Regions from separate parts of the Mus musculus genome. Here regions 1, 2, 4 and 5 are each linked to region 3. The links are chromatin contacts, called in public Hi-C and promoter capture Hi-C maps. All regions are on one chromosome and are shown on one strand. Each heading gives the region's core, a stretch centred on a gene start, on an enhancer-like site or on the middle of the called end of the contact. The rest is flanking DNA. Distances are from core to core; before and after follow the strand shown.

Region 1 (2,700 bases), core at 49-2,548, 3.0 Mb before region 3:
GTATTGATATACACTGGTAACACTGGAGCTACCCTTTACCAAACAATTTCCCAATACGGGAGGTATTCGCTTACACTATCAGGTATATGTGCTTTGTCCTAAACCTCTTCGGTAGGATTTCCAACAATCTCAGATTCTATACTATGACATATTCACCCCGCCTTCCTTTTGCTCTTCTAAGGGGAAACACTGTTGAGTCCTCAGGTTGTTTATTATAGAGATTTAGGAAAGACTTTCATTCGCTTCCCAGTTCTAAGTTTCCCTTCAGAAAGAATACAGGGGGGAGGAGCTTAACAAGAGGCGCGTCAAACTGGTAAACGGAGATTAAGGGAGACTCGAGATCTTCCGAAATAGCTCCAGTTTTGAAAGTTAAGCCACGGTTTCCTACCAAGTGCCGGTTGGTGCTCCCCTCTAACCAACCTCGGGGCCAGCGTACTGGCAGATCCCTTCACCGCTGCTGCAGCCGTCGGCTGCTGTCTTCCATATGGGCAGGCCCACTTATACGTAATAAAGAAGTTAAACCATGCCGTGCGTTGCCATAGATTCTACAGAACCCCGAACTCCGACCTGAGGGTTTCCCCAAAACCCCTCAGGGGGATGAGCTAGGCCAACCCCAGGCAAGGGAAAACTTCAGTGCAGAAGGATCCCATCCATCCCTTGGGGGGATGGAGCTGCTCTGTGACCGGTGTCACAAAACAAACCGCGCCGGGCTTTCCGCCTCGGAACGCAGACACCCATCCGGACGACCGCCACGGGCTCGGTGGAAACCCCGTCTAACCTTAGCTTCTGCAAGGCGGAGCTGAGCGGAGGAGCGGGGGTTGGGAGGGTCCCGCATCCCGGGCGACCGAGGCGTCTGCCCAGTGGCCCCCCGCGCCGCCCTGCCCGCCCACCAGTACGCGCCCCGCGAGCCAGCCACGCTCTTGCTTCCCCACGGGGGTCCTCGCCCCGGACGCCCCAACACCTGAGGGAAGGAGCGTTACCTGTCGCCGGCGCGGCCGCCTTCCCTGAAGAGACGAGCTCACCACTCGGTGTCCTCCTCATGCTTTTCCAGCCCGTCCCTTTCTCCTCCTGACCCCTCGCTCCGCCGCGTCTCCCGACCTCGCCTCACGAGCCCGGGTGTCCCGGGCGCGCGCTAGCCCCGGTCCCCTCACTCAGCCTCACAAGCGAGAAGCCGCTTCCGAAACAAGCCAGGCGCGGGGAAGGCGTCCGCTCTCCAGCCCCCGGGGAACCAGCGACCGGAAGTGAAACCTCGTGCGCACGGAGAAAGAGAGCAGGCTCCGAAGACAGAAAGTGAAAACTAAAGCGCCGTGCTCGCCTCGCCAAGGCCAATCACAAGGAGCACAGCGACGCGCAGGCGCGACCGCCGCCAGCATCCACGTTGCTCCTGCTTTTCCAGTAGGCGCAGGCGCAGGGGGGGGAGGGCAAAGCTAGCTCCGGATTGGACGACCCAGCCTTCCTTGGCTTCTCGCGAGATGTAGGCGGCGGGATCTAGAAGGCGTGCACAGGAAATGAGGCTCCTCAGTCGGAACCTCTTCTAGTGTATTGTGGGTTACTCATGGCCGCTTTTCTGGCTTTTTCTGTACCAGGTGCTGTAATGGGACAGGGCAAGATAGTACAGAGACGCTTCCATCTTGTCTCCTTGCTGAGGCCATTTTAGGTTTAACTAAAAATGATTTTCTTGATGAAAAATTACCCAGATGTTCTTGACTGGAAGCGAAGATGTCACAGCTAACTTACTTTCTGTCAAACTGCTTGCTGGTCTACACCTCCTCCTGCAGCTCCTGAGTGCGATCCAGGATGTAGTTTTGCCTTTAAAAGCCCCTTGGTGTAAGGAAGGTGTAAATGCTCAGGGCTACACTTCGTCCGAAAACCTGAGTATAGTCCTAGCTGGCAGGAGTAAAGACAGTTAACTAGCTATAAACTGAAGGTCATCTTCAGTGACTCTGGTGATGCTGGTTGATCTAACCCAAGTGCCACATCTCACTGCTGTTTGATTTTGCGGAATGTTAAATCCATACAAAACTTAAGTTCATTGTGGGAGTTCTCCAGACGAACTTGAAATTTATTATTTATATGAGTGTTGAGGTGACTATAAGTAACAATTCAAGTCTATCCTTTCTATAGATAAGAACCGCTGAGAGAAATTAAGCAGTACCAAGGACCTTGTGCCACGGTTGAAATTTTGTTACGATGAGATTTAGTCATTCAGTGGGCGAGTATACTTGTGGCTAGTTCCATATTAAAAACTGGGATTGGAGAGATGGCTCAGCAGTTAAAAGCACCGACTGTTCTTCTGAAGGTCCTGAGTTCAAACCCAGCAACCACATGGTGGCTCACAACCATCTGTAATGAGATCTGATGTCCTCTTCTGGTGCATCTGAAGACAGCTACAGTGTACTTAAAACATATAATAATAATAATAATAATAAGGGCTAGAGAGATGGCTCAGTGGTTAAGAGCACGACTGCTCTTCCGAAGGTCATAAGTTCAAATCCCAGCAACCACATGATGACAACCATCTGTAATGAGATCTGATGCCCTCTTTTGGGGTGTCTGAAGATAGCTACAGTGTACTTACATATAATAAATAAATCTTTTAAAAAATAATAATAGGGGTGGGTATGGGGGACTTTTGGGATATCATTGAAAATGTAAACAAGGAAAATACCTAATAAGAAAATAAATTAAAAAAAATAATAA
Region 2 (2,700 bases), core at 57-2,556, 3.1 Mb before region 3:
CCACCCGGCCTCAGTGCAAGGTTTTAAGTAGATGTGTACTTTATAAATCCCTATCTCCATGATCGTGTGAAATGGTAATTTTAGAATCCTTGTTTAGGAAACAAAACAAAAAACCAAACCCCACTTTTCAAAACCTCCAGAAGAGCTGGTACTAGATCCTTGTCTTTTCTTTTGTTTCTAAGACAGAATCTCACTATAGATAGTCTTGGCTGACCTCCAAAGGAGAGAGATCCATTGTCCTTTGCCTCCTGAAGGCTGGCATTAGAGGTGGTTACCACCATGCCTGGCCTCCATCTGTTTCTTCCCTTTTCCCTTTCTTTTGTCCTTCTTTCCTCCCTCCCTCCCTTCCTTCGTTTCTTCAGTACTAGCAATTGAACTGAATGCAGGGCACAGTGAATGACAGGTAAGCACTTTACCATTGAACTATACCCCCACCCCCTTTCCCATCGAATTTAATCCTATCTGATCCTGGCTGTTTGCCCAAGTCTCCCGTTGATTCACCTCCCATGTACTCAGCACTTTTCAGAGTGTTGGAAGCCTAACTGTAGACCAGACTGATATCCCTGCCTCCGTGGACTCTGACATTCTAGTTGGCAGGCGGAGAACAAGTGAGAAAAAAAATCATTTACTGTTTAATAAAGTAATGGAAAGCAAATGGGCAGAACACTGACAGAATGTTGCTTGAGGAGAAGTAGGAAGAGCTAGCTGTGTGAAAATGCTCAGTGAGGAAGTGGAAGTTGGTAATTACAGAACCCAAAGGAGTACAAATGTCTTAGGTGGTTAAAAGCAAGATTCTAGGCCCTGAAAAACTAATGTGTTTGGACTGTACTCATCAAGAAGCAAAGACAGTACAAGACAGATTGATGAGCCTGCCGAGGTTAGAAGAAGCAATGCCCTGTGTATTATGGGCCTTGTCTTTTTTTCCCCCCAATATAAAATATATGCAGATGTATGGAAATGATCAGACTCATTTTTTGGAAGACAATGGATTTAGAATATAGAGGGAAGACTGTTGGGAAAGCCCAATAGAAACTTTTACAGTGGCCCGGGAGTGGGGAGGCTGACCTGGACTAGCGCTCACTCATGTTCTTTCCTTAAATTCAGTTTCTTCCTTTGTAAGGTGAGAATGGCTAGTAAAAACAGATCAGCCAACAGTTCCTCTCAAGTGCTCAGCTATGAGGAAGACTCCGATTTGCTGCCGCCTGTCAAGACTCAAAACATGCGTAGGATTGATGTATTTACCGCCTACCTACTTCCCCTTTGTCTGGTTTCACAGCAGCAGGAACTAAGAACATCTGTAGCCTTGCAAACCACTGAACCAATCAGTGGCTTTAAAGTTGCTTCGCCATGGATAGCTTTTGTTGCTTACCTAGTTGTTTATTGACGGGCTTAGGTAGGAATGTAAGAACTGAAAATGGGCGGAGTTGTTTGTGGTCAGGCTCAGTCTGGAAAGGTTTGTTCAGTTTAGGTGTTTGATTTTGCTTCTTTTCTGCGGGGCTACTGGGCCCATACTGAGAACAATGTGAAACTTCCGCGCAAAGGGCCCTTGCTGGCCTTAATGTCAGTGTTTGTGTCCCAAGGCCTTTATGTTTCTTGATGACTGTCCCTTTGATGAAATACTGTTCAGTCAAAGCAACATGGTATAATTCAGCTATACACATAAAAGCCTCTTTAATATTCAAAGGGTGGTGGCAAACTAATTACTACTGTTCACTTAAAAATGGCCTTCTCATGTCAGTTCAAAAGTATGTGTCATGACTCTGATGCCTTAAAACCCGGTAATTGGTAAATTTTTTCTTTTTTCTTTCTTTTCTTTTTTCTTTCTTTTCTTTTTTTCTTTCTTTTCTTTTTTCTTTTTCCTTTTCCGTCTCTTTTCTTTCTTTCTTTTTTTTTTTTTCTTTTTTGAGATAGCGTCTATTTAGCCCTGGCCATCCTGGAACTCACTCTGTTGATCAGGTAGGTTGGCCTCAAACTCCCAGAGATCCCCTGCCTCTGCCTCATGAATGCTGGAATTAAAGGTGTGTGCCACCACTGCTTGGCTTGATGGCACCTTTTTTGTTTTTTATTTTATTTTATTTTAATTAATTAATTAATGTTCCACTCTACATCCCACTCATTCCACACCTCCCAGTCACCCCTCCCCTTCTCTCCTGAACACTTCCCCCCACCCCCAGTTATCTCCCCACTCTGACACATCAAGTCTTTGTGAGACTAGGCTCATCCTCTCCCACTGAGGTCAAGGCAGCCCAGCTAGGCTTTCAGAGACTGAACCACCAACCAAAGAGCATACACAGGCTGGACCTACCTAGGCCTCTCTGCACATATACAGCAGATGTGCCACCTAGTCTTCATGTAGGTCCTGTACAACTAGAGGGTGGCTATCCCAAAAGCTGTTCAGTGTACCTTCTTAAGACAACAGCTGTTTTAGAAAAAAAAAAAAAAGTCAGTGATGTTCTCTATTAGATAATTAGGTTTAATATCCCATAATTTTGCACTTAATTTTTTTCTTATAATAATTTATTTGGCCTTCAACATGTCTTATCAACTTAAGGTTATATGTAGCTTTATTTATTTATTTAAACATATTTATGTGTATATATGTGCATTCACCTTGTATGAGAAAGGGTCTCTCACCCACCTGGAGCTTTCCAAGAATGCTATACTGGCCAAGCCTAGGGTCCTGGAGGTGGGCCTCCTTAG
Region 3 (2,700 bases), core at 30-2,529:
AAAGCAAAACCTGGCTCAGGAACTGTCTGCAGCCGGCACAGACCTCAAGACTTGGAGGGCACATACTCTATGAAAATGTAGGTCTTGCTTCTAGCGCGTGTCCTCATCAAGAAATTAGCATGAACTCGGAAAGCCCACTGTTTGGGAACCCCAGCGCCCCCACGTGTACCCAGGATTAGAGGCTGGGGCACGGTACAGTCACCCCATTGCTCTTACATTTTAAGTATTCTCAGTTTATCAAATCCAAGCGTACAGAAATCGAGTCCCTTCAGCTCTGAAATCAATCCCGTCATTGGGAGAAAAGGGAAGCCCGGAGCTGGTAAGTGAGGGCTGATGACGTCCCGGAGTCCCTGCTTCCTGGTCTTTCCCGTCCTGGGGAGGCTGGCCCCGGAGGGCCTAGTGACCCATTTTAGTTTTCACTTTTGTCACAAGCAGGAAGAGACATTGCCTGGCAGTCAATGCCACACCCTGAGAGACCCCTGCACGCCCCCCCCCCCCCAGCTGCGCATCCCGCAATGCAGCAGCAGAGAAGGCTGCTAGCACCGCTTGGGAGGCAGGACTGGGATGGAGGCGCTGTGGGTACCCCGCTGTTTTTCCTACGAGTCCCAGGGATTAGGGTGGGGCGGTGCTGTGGCATCCTTATCGTCGCCCTGTACCTAATTCCAGGAAAGAACGCCTGGCTCATATGACCCAGACAGTAGACGACCCCATTGGCTAGCTCAATTAATAAATTTGGGGATGGAAAACTGGTTCATCTTGGGAATGAAGAATCCTACACAAATATCCTTTATCTTCTGCCCCTCACCACGTAATGGAACTCTATGGTCGCTCCTCAGGCACCCTAGTTGTTCCTAGATTAGGGTTTTCCCTACTCCTGAGCCACCGGTTCTCCTCGGCTCTCATAGGTAATTTTCACCAAGCCCTTTCCTCATCCTTTCTCCCAGATCCAGGTCACCCAACGTTTCTCCCCAGCTCTCCCTCTGTTCCCAACCCGATTACCCTCCTCTGCAGCCCTCTCCAGCCGCCCTCGCCCCCTGCCCGGCCCTTGGAGACCAGCGAGAGAGCTGGTAGGCACGCACCTTGGGCATCCCCGCCGCTGGTCAGGACACCGATAGCTTTGCCATCCCCAGAGAGGTGCTCCAGGTACTTCGGATAGGCGCTGGAGCTCGAAGAATCCAAGTCACTCATGATGAGGAGGTAGAGACGCCAGACACTCCCGTACTCAGCAAGCACTGAAGCCCTGGCCCACGCGCGCCAGCCTTGGAACCGCTGCCCCGCCTGCACCCGCAGGAGCCGCCCACGCCCCGCCCGAGCGCCAATGGGCTGTGGCGATGGGCGGGACTCACGCAAGGGCGGGGCCTGTTGTGTCAAAGACTCCAGCACTCTGCAGGGGTGGACAGGATAGTATGGACACGCGTTCTGTTAGGGATGCATCGCTGTGGTCCCTGAGAGGTGGAGTCGGGTTGGGGTGCCTTCTCAAGCGGGGGATGGAGGGATTATAGCCGGGTAGGAAACCCATAAGTGGCATAAGTGAATGGCAGCGCAGCTGCAGGGATGATCCCACAAGTGGGCGCGGAGCCTGTCAGCCCACCACGTGGGCGCAGAGGCTCGTGGGGCGCCCATTACCCCACCTGCTCTAGCTGTTAGGGTGGCGGTTGAGGGAGCCCAGAGGTCTGTGCAGTAGAGCAGAGGCACGCGCCTCACTTCCGGCAGGGCTCTTTCCTGGCCTGACAGTCAGAACAGTAGGGCGCTTCAGCATTTCTGTTCAATGTCCAGGATCCATAGGATCCTCCAGGTTTCACTTCTCCTTCGAAATTGAGGAAAGATGTGTGAGTAGATCAAGTTGTGTCACTGACTGTAGAGAAAGGATTGGAAGTAGAATGTCGGGGAAAGCCATTCGTAGACACACCCTCAGGAAGCAGGCCTGAGTTCTGGATAATCCAAAAGAAATCGGAACAAAAAAGGCTTGGTAGATTCCAGTCTCCACCTAATGGAAGCCCTGCTCTTGATTTGTTAGTCAGAACCCGGAAGGTTCTATTAGAAACAACAATAAAATAAAATAAAATAAAATAAAATAAAATAAAAGTATCCAATCTGTGGTTGATTTTGTTTATTTTGAAGATGCACCTCCTGGGGATCCCTGAGTTGTCCTGGAGCTTAATCTCTAAAAGCACGCAGACCCCTTCAGCAGTCATCCCAAGAATAAGACCTCAAAAGCAAGCAAACTGGATAGCTCACAGAAGGGGTGGCAGCACTGAGCCTCCTTCCTGTGCAAATTATACGTGTTGAATACATAGAAATATAGGAAACAAAGTAACAACCTAGGCAAAGACAATACAGTCTTACTACTATTAGGACAACCCTAGAAAAAAGATGGAGGCGCACAGACTTGTATCTTCCAACTTACCCTTTAAGCTTCAAACATTTAGGGGGGGGGGGGAGATCCAATCTACTGTAGACAAGGATGCATGAGATCTGATCTCTGCCTTCTTGAATCAGTTGAGCAATTCCTGAACTCCCATGATCAACAGAAGTTGGCTGCCTTCAGGTCCCTCCCAACCCCCACCTTCCAACTTCTGGGAAAACAGCCAGGAAATATATATATTTTTAACAGGTTCTCTAGATTTTTATGATGAGCACTAAACTGGAGAACATCTGATCTAATAGCTTGATAATGGATTTTCCCTGAGCATCATTCTA
Region 4 (2,700 bases), core at 169-2,668, 3.0 Mb before region 3:
GAATCACAGAATCTCACTGCAAATGTGTGAAAATGAAGCCTATTTTTATCTGCCTAAAAACGTAGAAAACTTGCAAAGAAGCATGTGCAAGACCTGAGAGATGGCTCGGTCGTGGGCTTGCTGAGCCATCTGACAGGACCAGAGCTTGGATTCTCAGAGCTCAAGAAAAACTGGGCAATGTAAGCTGTCATTCATAATTCCAGCAGTCTTGCACCGTGATGGGAGGAGGAAGTGGACGGCTCTCTGAGAGCCCACAGGCCTGCCAGGTGCAGCGGTGAATAGGAGACCCCGTCTCAAACAAATCAGAAGGTCCTCAAGGACTAACACGGACTGTATCCTCTGACCTGCAAACACACATGTAGTCACATACACTCACATATACATCAAACAAAGCAAAACCAAAACAAATGCCCCTGCAAAACAAAACAAACAAAAACAAAACCACAAGAGCCAAAATTTGATAAACAAATGGCCAAATAGATACAGATCCTTTTACTAAAAGATTTGGAATTTTATTCCAAGGTTTATTCCAGAAGTTCGGGTTCCCAACAGATACCATTCAAGGTCTCCTAAACCTGTGGTCCAAGGTGCAGATGAAGTTTCCGGCCATCCAAGCATCCTTACCTCAAAGGATGACTTCTAGTGCTATTTCCAGTGATTCTGATGTTATCATGTTCAAGTCACGTTGTATTTCCTCCGTGAGCCTCTGTACTGGTCAAGATGAGAGTGTCTCCCAAGTATCTCACGTTTTTGGTTGACCTGGAACCCCCTGGGAAGACTGGTTTCTCCTTTCTGCTAGGTTGCTCATAGAGCTCCAACTCCTTCTGCTAAACTGGTTAGTGAAACACCTGATTAAAACCATTCACCAAGAAACGTGGTTTTCTTCAATGAATACCAGCTATTTGAAAGTTAAGATTTATTTTGAAAGAAAGAAAGAGAGGGAGGGAGAGAGGAAGGGAGGGAGAGAGAGAGAGAGAGAGAGAGAGAGAGAGAGAGAGAGGAAAGAAAGAAAGAAGTTAGGCATTTTGATCACCATCTTCAGTGAAAACGTTTTCTTCAAAGTTTCAGGCATGAAGAGACTGAATACTTTGCTCAGCGGGATCAGTGTAAACCACAGAAGGCCAGTTTTGGCAGCTAAACACTTTTTGCACATGGGCACGCGTTTGAGGAGCTAAACATTTTGCATACGAACGTATCTTTTAGCTAGGACACCGGGATTTAAGCTTTTCTGCCAAACACAGGAGTTGTTAATGGACGTATATTCACTGGTGTCAACACGGACACATATTTTGCACTCTTCTGATTTGCATGTCACCCTTCAGCAGTGACAGCGGAGTGGGGACGCTCAGGTGGCACGCGGCGGATACAGAAACTACAACTCCCAGCGGTGGCCATGGTAGCAATCAGGCCCCGCCCAGCGGCCTGCGCTCCGGGGTAGGTCTCGGTTTAGGTCCCGGCTCAGGTCCCAGAGCTCTGAGTCACAAGGCCGGTAGACAGGGGAGCCCAGCGGGCGAGCAGCATGGAGCCGCGCGCCGGGGACGGCTGCTTCCTGGGAGATGTGGGTACGTGTTTCGCGCCGCAACCGCCAAGGACACCACACCGGGGCTGGAGTCAGGACCAGGAGATCAGCACTTGGGGACAGAGCAAGCTCATGGGTGGCCTTTGTCCCAGAGATGGGCATCGCGCGCCGTTCCAAGTTGGTGGTCAGAGGCGTTGGGGTGGGGTGTAGTGATTCGAGTAGGGCCCGGACGATCCTGGTCATCTCAGACCGACGTTTAATGTCTGTCGCCCTGTTTCTAGCCGGTGCACTGTGCAGCTGGTCTTCTCTGTGATGCACCAGGTATGGGATTCAGAACCGCCAGTCTACCAGAGCACCGCACACTTTGGGGAGCATGCGGGGTCGTTGCCCAATTCACCCGCAGAGTCTGGAAAGTGTACACTGGTTGGCAGCCTCATCCGGAGCCTACTGCGGTCACTGCACCACGTTTGGTGCAGTGAATTGCTTGCGGGGCTTAAAGCATCCTACACATACCCTGTAGGTTGCAGCAGCTGCAACCAGGGAGTCTGCTCCAGAATGAGGTCATGGCCCAACACTGGGACATACCTGGTGCTGAAGAAGTGTCCTCTGTACCTTTGGGCTGTTTTAATCCATAAAATGAATTTGAAGGCAAAGGAGCATTCTTTGGAGAAGTACATTTTTTTTCTTGTTTACAAAATAATAATATGGTAAATAGAAAGGACAATGACATTGTGCTTCAATAGCTTGAAAATAAATAGAAGAAAGAAAGCCAAAATGTTCCTTTATGTGAGTTAAAAAAAAAGTAATGTAAGCCGGGCATGATGGCGCACGCCTTTAATCCCAGCACATGGGAGGCAGAGGCAGGAGGATTTCTGAGTTCGAGGACAGCCTGGTCTACAAAGTGTGTTCCAGGACAGCCAGGGCTACCCAGAGAAACTCTGTCTCAAAAACCAAAAAAAAAAAGTAATGTAAAGAAAATCGAGTTAATTTAGCTGCAATTTATTATGATTGTAATTACAATCATAACAAGGTAGATAGATCTTTTAATTGATTTCTTCAAAACAAACTCCTTCAGAACAATCAAAGCCTCTTTAATAAGCACCTGTTTTTCTTGGCACCCTTGGCTGGCACAAGACTTTGACCCTGATAGCGTGGTCACTATTTGATTCGTGTGACTAGGC
Region 5 (2,700 bases), core at 201-2,700, 3.1 Mb after region 3:
TGAGGCAGCTGAGGCCTCGCTACCCGCTCGCCTGCAGCCCCGGGAGAGCGACGGACACCGGTCTCGGGTCTCAGGGGCGTTCGCTTTCATCGCTCCCCGTCCGCCCGCTCGCTACACGCTCCGCGCAAAGGCCCCAGGGCCTGGCCAAGCGGGAGGCGCGGGGACCGGGCGGGAGGAGCTCACAAGACTCCGCGGCTTCCCGGAGCCAGCAGGCCGCGCGCGGCTCTCCGCGGCCTTCCCGCGGGCCTGCTCCTCACGTCAGCCGGAGGTACAAGGTGCTGGACAGAGGAAACGCGCCCACCCCTCAGGCCTCACCGGCCTGGGGCCGTGCCTGACGCCACCGGCAGCCGCCGCCCGCCCGCCCGGGAGCCCGGGGCCCCGGCAGCCACCACAGCTCAGGCCGCGCTGCCGCCGCCGCGGATGCCTCCGCCCTCCCCGCCGCCCAGCCGCCCCGCCGCCGCCGAGCTTTCCCCACCATTATGCTGCGCTCCGTCGCCGCCGCCGCTGCCGCCGCCGCGCCCGGCCCTCCCTCCGGAGCCGCCTCCTTCCCGCCGCCCGGCGCCTCTCGGGCCTCAGCCGGCGACGGGCGCGGGGGGCGGGGGGGACGCAGGCCGCCGCCTCCTCCTCCCCGCCATCTCCTCCCTCCTCCCCGGCTCCCCCCGCTGGCTCAGCGCGGAGGGCTCGGGGCTCGAGGGGCGCCATGTTGGCGGCGGCTTCCACCACAGAAAAAAAAAAAAAAAAATGCCTCGGCGCGCGCCGGGGCGAAACCGGGCGAGGCGGCCGGGGCGTCGCGCGCCGGCTGGAGGCCTGGCCCGCCGCGCGCTCTCGCTCGCTCGTTCGTTCGCTCGCTCACTCACCGCGTCTCCTCAGCCCGACGGCGGCGCGGGGCCTGCGGGGCTGCAGAGGACGCCTGGGGGGCAAAGTTGGCATCCCCCAACCAAGAGGCGGTTCACACGGTGCGGGCGCGGCGGCCGGCCCGGCTCGCGGCCTCCTCGGAGTTCATTGTGTGCGCTTGAGTGTTTCCCCGCGCGGGGCCGGGCCGGGCGAGCGCGGGGCCGGGCCGGGCGAGCGCGGGGCCTGGGCCGAGCTGCGCACGGGGGGCTCTAGCGGCCGGCGCGGGACTTGCGCGGCCCGCGCTGTCTCCCCGCCCCGAGGCCGGGGGAGCCCGCCGCACCCGCTCCTACCTTCCCTCGACCTGTCTCCGGCGCCTCGCTGAGAAATCGGTTTCAGCATATTCTAAGGGGGTCCACACACGAACTCCATGTCAACACACACGTGCGAGCTACGTACGTGCAGGCGCGCTGGAGGCGAGCACCGAGACACGAGGGTAGCATTGTTAGGATCCGGCCAAGCCCGGTGGGCTGCGTTGCAGCTTGCGGTGTGGACCCGCTCGGCACTTTGCTTGGCTCCTAATGGCTCCGTGTTGGACAAGCACTCGCCCGTGTACTACTGACCCGAGTGGGTAAGACGGTATCCCTCGCTTTCCAATCCTGTGCTCAAAAAAAAAAAAAAAGTTGCAAAGACACCCGAGTTCCCCGTCTCAAATATGCACAAGTGGGACGTTTAGAAAGAATGGACCACCCATTATCACTCTGGTTAGAACATTACAAATTGCTGTGAGGAGTAGGTTATCTTTTCTAGTGAGCAATTCTAGATCTAATCAGAGGAGAGCCCTTAAGCTATATGGCTTTAAAAGTCTTGGGGGAAAAGTCAAAGCATATACAGATGTCATACGTTGTCCTAACAACCTTTGCCTGCTAGGAGTTTAAAAGGGGAAACCCATTAGCTAAGATTGCCTGTCCCTATTCTCATTGGATAGATGTACCTGAAAAATCACTGGCGACGCCCCTAGAAATCTAGGGTTCTTATACAAATTATCCATCTGTTTACAGTGCTGATCTCTAAGTTAGAACTTACTTAGAGTAGCATTGAGTTGGCTTTTTGAAGTACACCAGTCAAACGGTCTTTCAAACTGTTAACAGTTCTGCCACTGATACCAGCATCGCAGAGAGAAGTGTTTGCTCTTTTGATGTTTGTTTCTGGCTTCCCCCCGCCCCCACTTCTAAGATCATGAAGTATTTATAATTCATTTAAATAATAAAATATGGCATGGCTGGACAGCAAGATTGCTCAGCAAATAAAGCCACTCACCACCAAGCCTGAAAGTCTGAGTTCAAGCCCCAGGACCCACCTGTGTGATGGAATGAAAGAACCAGTTTATTTCAGAAGTCGCCCTTAAACTAGATGGGTGGACTAAAGGATGCCAGGGGAAATCATGCCGTATTGGATTGGACTGCTGGACTGGAAATCACTTCTTTAAGTGAATCACCTCTTTTTTAAAAAAAGGTCTTCTTTCAGCTGTAGAGGAATGCCTACTTCTATATTTCTATGTAGTTTGCAGAAGCTACTCAAGTATGAAAATTTTTCTGTGTGGGGGGGAGGGAAAGAGGGAGGGACACACACACTCACAGAGAGAGAGAGAGAGAGAGAGAGAGAAGGGGGGAGGGAGAGAGGGAGAGAGAAATACAGTTTAGGAAAACAAAGTGACTCCCCCCAGTTATACAGAATAGAAATAGCTTCTATTTTTACATATAACTCTCTTAGATAGCCTATCTATAAGATTTCCTATTTCTTTGCTATAGTTTCCCAGCCCAACAGCTTTATTAACTGCATTTGTCTGTCAACTGGGTGAGTATATGA

Evidence for each region. Promoter capture Hi-C pulls out the DNA fragments that hold promoters and counts their contacts. A called contact is a pair of places that touch in the nucleus more often than the background predicts.
Region 1: a contact with region 3 is called in a Hi-C map of CD4 T cells, with 4 times the contacts expected there. The contact joins the promoter of Tasor2 here to the promoter of Pfkp in region 3. A contact is called at or near these places in 2 of 484 Hi-C or Micro-C datasets (CD4 T cells and embryonic stem cells).
Region 2: a contact with region 3 is called in a Hi-C map of B cells, with 11 read pairs. The contact joins the enhancer-like site here to the promoter of Pfkp in region 3. A contact is called at or near these places in 1 of 39 promoter capture datasets (pre-B cells) and 5 of 484 Hi-C or Micro-C datasets (B cells, CD4 T cells, CD8 T cells and 2 more).
Region 4: a contact with region 3 is called in a promoter capture Hi-C map of pre-B cells. The contact joins the promoter of Asb13 here to the promoter of Pfkp in region 3. A contact is called at or near these places in 4 of 39 promoter capture datasets (the 3T3-L1 cell line, the C10 cell line, hippocampal neurons and 1 more), 2 of 484 Hi-C or Micro-C datasets (CD4 T cells and embryonic stem cells) and 1 of 9 other capture datasets (liver).
Region 5: a contact with region 3 is called in a Hi-C map of B cells, with 5 read pairs. The contact joins the promoter of Zmynd11 here to the promoter of Pfkp in region 3. A contact is called at or near these places in 4 of 39 promoter capture datasets (the HPC-7 cell line, cranial neural crest, pre-B cells and 1 more) and 3 of 484 Hi-C or Micro-C datasets (B cells, CD4 T cells and embryonic stem cells).

What each region holds. Positions count from the first base shown.
Region 1 is chr13:3,609,810-3,612,509 of GRCm38.p6, forward strand. It overlaps Tasor2 (transcription activation suppressor family member 2), which reads right to left and starts at 1,299. Exons shown (of 20, transcript NM_134063.3): 1 at 981-1,299.
Region 2 is chr13:3,525,230-3,527,929 of GRCm38.p6, forward strand. No RefSeq gene overlaps it. Among named protein-coding and RNA genes, the nearest start is that of Gm40654, 7.0 kb to the left of the region's middle. Within about 2 kb of position 1,307, at least 122 of the 459 cell types and tissues checked have an H3K27ac peak or open chromatin away from gene starts, as enhancers often do. A contact at or near this core is called in B cells, CD8 T cells, pre-B cells and 1 more, where this site is marked.
Region 3 is chr13:6,647,492-6,650,191 of GRCm38.p6, forward strand. It overlaps Pfkp (phosphofructokinase, platelet), which reads right to left and starts at 1,280. Exons shown (of 22, transcript NM_019703.4): 1 at 1,080-1,280. The coding sequence starts at 1,188.
Region 4 is chr13:3,632,614-3,635,313 of GRCm38.p6, forward strand. It overlaps Asb13 (ankyrin repeat and SOCS box-containing 13), which reads left to right and starts at 1,419. Exons shown (of 6, transcript NM_178283.4): 1 at 1,419-1,562. The coding sequence starts at 1,520.
Region 5 is chr13:9,763,871-9,766,570 of GRCm38.p6, forward strand. It overlaps Zmynd11 (zinc finger, MYND domain containing 11), which reads right to left and starts at 1,451. Exons shown (of 15, transcript NM_001199141.2): 1 at 1,185-1,451.